2 separate regions of the Gasterosteus aculeatus genome follow, and region 1 is linked to region 2. The links are chromatin contacts, called in public Hi-C maps. All regions are on one chromosome and are shown on one strand. The core of a region is the stretch at or near the end of the contact, and the rest is flanking DNA. Distances in the headings are between cores, read along the strand shown.

The links. Hi-C and Micro-C count contacts between places; a contact is called where the count stands out from the background.
Region 1: a Hi-C map of skeletal muscle shows a contact between it and region 2, with 2.6 times the contacts expected there. The contact joins the promoter of pard6gb here to the enhancer-like site in region 2. A contact is called at or near these places in 3 of 6 Hi-C or Micro-C datasets (skeletal muscle and tail fin).

Annotation. Positions count from the first base shown.
Region 1 is chr10:7,449,329-7,452,895 of fGasAcu3.hap1.1, reverse strand. pard6gb (par-6 family cell polarity regulator gamma b) reads right to left here and starts at 1,383. Exons shown (of 3, transcript XM_040189249.2): 1 at 791-1,383. The coding sequence starts at 862.
Region 2 is chr10:7,411,370-7,414,898 of fGasAcu3.hap1.1, reverse strand. No RefSeq gene overlaps it. Among protein-coding and RNA genes, the nearest start is that of jarid2b, 35 kb to the right of the region's middle. Within about 2 kb of position 1,253, at least 3 of the 9 cell types and tissues checked have open chromatin away from gene starts, as enhancers often do.

The DNA of each region.
Region 1 (3,567 bases), core at 134-2,633, 38 kb before region 2:
GCGTAAGTCCTTGAGAGGCTGCGACAAAACAGTCGAAATAGTTCCCGTTTTGTTCCCGCTTCGTGCATCGGACACGTGTGTTTTTATCTGGCAGGACTATAAAGTCACACGCGCTACAGTCAGCTCGTCACAAACTATTTAAAAAACAAAAACGGTCTCTCGGAGCGGAGACAAACGTATCAAAGTGATGTCCAATGTCTGAAAGTAGTTCTGGTGCGTTTGATGAGGTCCGAAAGAGAAAAAAAGGGTCAAAATTCACTTAAAGTTCGCGCACATTTTGTAGAAGTCGGTTGTTTTTATCACAAAAACCGACAAAACAGCCAAATCGCACTGTTAAATCCACTTAAGTGGTTGACTTAATTCATGGCACCATTGCAGCGTCACAAACTACCCAAAAAGCGACGGATAGACGCAAAGTTGTGTAGCGCAAAAGAAACGCGGTGAAAGCAACAATGTTGCAAAAAACATCCGATTGAAAAAGATATTTTAATCACAACAACCAGTCAAAGGCTCGGTTGTTACTGCCCCCCCACCCCCCCAAAAAAGCTTCGTGACAGGGAGGGAAAGAGCCAAATCAGCACAATCTGCACGCTCTGAAATAAGAAGACAATAATAAGTGCCACATTACGGAAACATTCAGAAAGCGAAGTAGAGCTTCGCCGCACAGAGAAGATTCATTTTAGTTTTCATCCAGTTGGTCGGATTGAACTGCAGCAGACGACCATGTGAACGCTTCAATCCTCTCCTCAAATCCACATTTAAATGACATAAAAACCCGCCCAAGGCTCACCTTGCTCTTCACCTCCACGGCGTTACAATCCGCATTCCGCAGAGGTTGCGATCTATTAAAGCTCCGATTCATTTTTTCTTTTTTTAAAGGTTGCACTTTAAAAAAAAAAAAGGGAGAATTGTTCAGCCGCCTTTGCCCGCAGAAAGAGCGGCTCCGGTCCCGGGATTTCTGCTACCAAAACGCCTTCTTGCTTCGTCCCAGGAAGGAGGAAGTTCGTGTTATTTCACCTCCTGTTTGTTCTTGTGATGCGACCCGCCGGACACGGGAGAGGACTTCACGGCAGAACAGGAGGAGAGCAACTCACCGCGGTGACTTGGGAGTGCGAGTTAAGTTTTGGAATGACATCAGCCCTCGTAATGAAAAAAAAGGGATTCTGTGAGGCCTCCACGTGGTGCTCGTAATTTCGAGCTTCCTCTGCCGATGCCTCGTAGTATACACAACAGTAGCCTAAATATTACATAGACATATATTATCAAGAATACAATGGACAACGTTGTTATTTTCTTTCTTAATACAGTTGTAATACAATGTACAGGTTAATACAATGTACCTTACAAACCAATCACGCCAGATCAACCATGCTTCACCTAGCACATTTTGATTAATGTGGTTTAAAGTATTTAAGGTGGACATATTATTTAATTCTGGACTTAAATCTCCATAATTCCATACATACAATTATTTTTTATGTTTGACCATTTAAAAATAATAATAAAGATTCCGACAGTACGTGAAGGCAACACACCGCACACCGGTCCTCCGGTGCGCCAGAGGACGCATTTCTCAATGCAAATGTTCTCGAAGCCTCTCATTTGAAAATGAGTCATATTTAATAATTATGGACCACAGTGTACATTGGGACCGAGAATAGCATTGGTTTCAACTTAATTATGTGTGCTACACTACGCTTCGGGTAAAGAGAGGCCTCTGGCTGCTATCCTGCTCTACAACATTCCCGGCCCCTGAAGCCACCTGTGCACAACAGCTGCTGCTTGCAATGGCATCCAGTAGCTGCACACTTTTCTTGTACACTCATTCACGAGGAATGGGTGGACCAGTTAGAAACTCCCCAAGCCGGGGAGGCTGAGGCTAGTTGGAGGCTAGTTTCACCCATGCAGGCCGTGAAGGCGTATAGACCCACCTAAATGAGATGTACCCATATTTTCCTCTGGGGTCTTATGAACTATGTGTGGTATTTCTATCTCGGGTGTATCAATGTTTGTGTTTTGTTTCCATTAACGGTTGCAGAGTGAATTTCTGTCGTGGGATTGTATGTTTTGTTCTTTTTTCTCGGGTGGAGGGCACGTTTTTTTCTTCTTCTTCTTATTATTTAAATTTCCGCGGCTCTGTTCATCGATTGAGTGGATTGTGTCACTTGAGGCCAGGAGCTTGCTTTTTGCTGTTTTGATGTCAGTTTCACTTCACTTCCATCGAGTCCATACAAGGAGTCAACCACCCGGAAGCAGAATCGGATCAGAGTGGAGTGTGACTGTGAGTATCTCACTGCGTTGTGTTTTTACCGGTCAGTAAATCTGAAAAGATATTTCTGTCGTCTCACAGCAACAAGTTCTGCTAAATATTGTACTTTATAGCCACAGTGTTTTCATCTGAGTAGGGACTATATGGTACACGGGTGCATCCCACATTATTGAAGTATGCCTTTGGGGTGTTATTTTAGGGTACAAAGTTCGGTGAAGTTGACCCCTGGGATCTTTTTCTGAACCAGAGTTTATGTCACTGGTGTTTATTACAGAAAGTGGGCTGCACTAGTCCAATCTTAAATTGACTAATGATCGACAATGATTACAATGCTAACCCCCGGAAATATTTATTGCTTACTATGAAAAACCAGAATTATATTGTTGCTGCATCTTATTTTCCTTTTATATATACATATTTATTCAGGGATATTATTTAAGCAATAACATAAGAATGACTTCATTGTGTGAGAATGTGTATCACTGTTGGTAATCCACCAACGTATTTTAAGGGAACACAAATTGCCCATTCAAATGCAAAATGCAGAGTCCATGCAGAGGTAGACTGAGTTGCACATCTTTTTTAGCTTTATTCTTTAATTACTTGAGAGTCAGTTTGAAAGTGAGGAGGACCATCAAACTAAATATAAAGCCCAAATAGTACATGTAAAATTAAATCATGAAGTGTATACGGAGACAATATTGAAAAGGTCTATTAAAACAGGTTCAGCAATCCCGCATGTGACCACCAGGTGTCAGCAGACACCCACAATAAATGATACATGGACTTTTAGTTCCAGATCCAAAGGGCTTTGTCAGATCCCGAGAGCGACATCAATTACGTCACGACAATTATATGGCCTGTTTTTCGTTTCCAACCCGATCATGTCTCAATCATGTCCCACAGCTTTCCGGATTCTGCCCCGCAACATAAATGAACACCTGCATTGTTTCACCCACAACACAAAGGCGACATGGACTTTAGGACTGCACACATAAAAGAGAAAATATAGATTACTGGTTATCTCTTTTCCGCGGAGGACTTGTTTTAGGAATAACAGTGGGAAGAACTAAGACCGACGATGTGAGTCGAGACAGACGTAGCATTAGTTTTAGAACTCAGGAGAATTAGACAAAGTTGTTGGAGGGATGACTGCTGCGCTGAAAGATAATCAAGGGGGGGGAAAAAGCTGTAAACGATTTGAGAAAAAAGTAGACAAGTGATGATGAAAAAAAGGGTAAGGGAGAAAATGAGCAAGCTTGTAAAGAATGAAAAGATCAGATTTGTAATGAGCAGCA
Region 2 (3,529 bases), core at 4-2,503:
AGCCGTACAGATGACTTGCAGAAACCGTAGCAGATGTTTTCTGTTAAGTGGGGTTGCCCTTAAATAAGCTTGGGTTACCACTTTTACTCCTTCCCTCCGGCTACACGTTTTATTAAAGGAACAAGTGAGGAATATTGGCTAATAACTTCCTTACTTAGTCTTGTGGGTTTCTAGGGGAACGGCATCGTGCATGTGTGTGTCGTTGTTGCTGTGTGTGTGTGTGTGTAAGAATTCCTGCTTTTGTGACCCACCAGGTCCTGGTGGAAACCAATCATTTCCTCTCTTCTCCGTCTACATACAAAGACAATCTGGAAATATTAATATTAAAGGTTTTAATGTGATTGCATTTGGATCATGCTCCGATCAACCCTTTACCAATTACTCTCTCACAAGCACAGACACCCACACACGCGCGCGCACGCACAGACGGAGCTTGTGGAGGTGTACTCTGCGTGACAGGGAGATAAAGGTCATAAGATACAGAAGCAGAAATACGGGTAACAGCAGATTTGGGGGAGAGATATAATGTTGAATTTCATGTTCATGCCCGAATGATGAACCTGCACGTTTTCTAAAATACTGATGTTTGTCAGTCATGCGGGTTTGGACAGTTACAGCCGGAGATCCACTTTTTACCTGCAAGATAACAACCCGAAACAGTTTGATTGCAACTTCAAAGTGCAAGACTAAGATTTGTGATATTTACGAGGGAAAACACATGCTTTTTTTAATCCACTGTCATATCCTAGTCTGAATGAAAATGTTGCCTTTATTGTATTTGATCAAAAAGTATTACAAGTAACGTCAAAAACAAGTACAGCACCTCAAAAATAAACAGCTTATTCATTAGCTGTATTGAAATGTTGTTTACACAACACAACGGAGAATACATTAGGAGGATCATTTAAACACCAAAGAACTAGCAGAGCGGGATCTGAGTGAGATATGCGTGTGTTTTATATTTGCCCTCCCTAGAAATCATTTTTATTGAGTCATATTTAGAATATAGTTCTGCGCAATCTTTATTTTTTTATTTGCCCACAGCAAGTTTAATGCACAGAGAAATTGAAACATTTGTTTACAACAGATTGTTAAATTTGATTTATTTTATTGTCAAATGAAATGCGATGGAAACGTGTTATTTTGGCTACTGGTGAGGCGCAGAAGAGAGGAGACACGCAGCAGTTAGCGAGTCTGACCGCAGACTTATATTTAGATCAGGGAAACCACAATGTCTTGTTTCTCAACCGTCTCTTCTTCACTCACATGCAACATGGAAAGAAGTGCGCAGTTCCATCCGTCGCGGCGCTCTCTATCTCTGTGCGCCTCCCTCTCTGTTTATCTTTTTCCTTCTCACACATTCCACCTCTTTTGTTCTCTCACCTTTAAACACTCCCCCACTTGACTCTGTGCGTTCTTTATCTCACATCTTTGTTATTTCGTTGCGTCTCTCACTTGCTTGTTTTTCGATGTTTCTCTCATCTGCTTTTTTCTTATTTCCCTCACAAGCTCTTTTCTGCCCCTGGGTCCTCGTTCCTCCTCCACCTCACCATGCTTTGGCCCCCTGATATTCCTTCTATTCATCTGCAGCTGCGTCTGAATTGAGCTGAGCACATGTGCCTCCGGAGAAGCCTTAAAAAAAAAAGAAAAGAGAGGAGGAAAAAAAACAAACCGATTGTGGTGAGCAGTGACCCCCGAGGGTTCATCACAAACCAGACAGCACGCAGGGCCTTCGCCTGGAAACCTTTTGTTCTCGACCCTGTTTGGAGGGGGTAAAAGTGTTTGGGGAGCATAGAGCAACCTCACCGCGTACCTGAGCCAGGGGCTGAAAGACGAAAGGCTCCATGGGAGCACAAGACCTTAAAAGGAGGCAAGTCCGCCTCCTTTGACCTGTAAACCGCTCGTCTCATAAGAATGTTCACGGCCGGCAGATAAACTCGCTCTCCTTCCTTCAACGTTTGGTACGTCTTTACCAACGTTTGTTCTCACGTTGTCCCTGATAGACCGGGCCTGCACGCAAATAACGTGACATTTTCAAAGGGGATGCGGGATGGAGAGCGGGTCAGGGATGGGGGAGGGAGGGAGGGAGGGAGGGAGGAATGCGCATCGAGTGATCCCGTGATCTGCTCGCAGACGAGCCCTCGAACGCCGGCACAATGAGCACTCTATCGGGGAGCTAACCAGCCGTGTCAGGCCATTGCCTGTTTGATTAAAGGGCAAGAAAGAGGGGCTCTATCCGCTAATGATTAGGGGGCAGAACAAAACTTATTTTGTTTTTTCGATCGGTACGGCGGGGAGGAGGACCTCTCCGTGCAGTTTTGTCGAGTCCGGCATTAGACGAAAATGTCAATGTCTGACCTGATGTTTGGGTGGAAGGATACAGTGGCTTATCCAGGCAGAGGTCAGGGAGCCCAAGAAAAGTCAATATCAGATGCGGAGATGTGTTCAGGCTTAAGGAAACACAACACACACACACAATTCTCCGTTCCTCCCCGTTCCTTTCAGGCTGTCAAATAATTACACCACTACTTGATGTTTCCACCCGCAATGATGTTATTGCTTAGTGCCACTACTGACAGAACAGAGGCTCAGAACGCCGATCACACCATCAACTGTCTTCTTCTTTCGACGTTTACAATTTAGGGAATGTCCGTCAAACTTTATGCTTTTTAAAGCGGTTTGTTGATGAGCATCTCCTCGTGGCTCAAAGAAGCTTTCAGGAGAGTTTCAGTCTCACTCTCACAGACAGATCGAGTCGGTAGAGAGCAAAAGCACAGCTAAAGGAGAGTGAAAGGAGTTGGATCAGGGATTTTAGTCTATAACAAAGTCATTGCTACAGCTCATGTTGGAAAAGGTGCTCATGCTGTGTGAATCCAGGACAGACTGTTTTATTAACATTGATACATTTGTTCAGAAAATGTGCTCTGCAGGTTTAAGCTCTTTTAGTTCACACCACAAAGAATTAGGACTCTTTGACATAAAACATTTTGAAACAGCATCTAAAGACACTTTTAAAATGTAACTAATGTTACGTTATTACTGCACCTGTACCTTTACGATGACATGCTCAAAATCTCTGCCAACATCCTCTCTGTTATCAAAAGCTGACATTTTGCCTTCCACGAAGACGACACCACCAGAGAGCGAAATATCTGTATTTAAGGACCTATTAATTGCCAGTTCTCTGATCCTGAAGGGACTCTTGATTAGTGTCTCATTAAAGAAATGTGTACTGGAAAGGTCAAACTGTCTTTCAACTGACATCAGTTGAAAGACAAATAGAAAGTATGTTGTCTGCTGCAGGTGTCTAATTGGAGCAATCAAGTCGGTACTAATTATATCCAGGTTGTTTTAATTATACTACCACACAGCATTTGTCACATTTGTAACACCAGACCAGATCAGATTAATTAAATCTGATTATTTATCAGTATAATACGGACATACGAGTGGCTTTCGTGCAGATATGCAGGCAAAGCACCGAGCTGGAAACGTGCCGCTGACCCGGACGCGACGTCAAAGCCCCTCT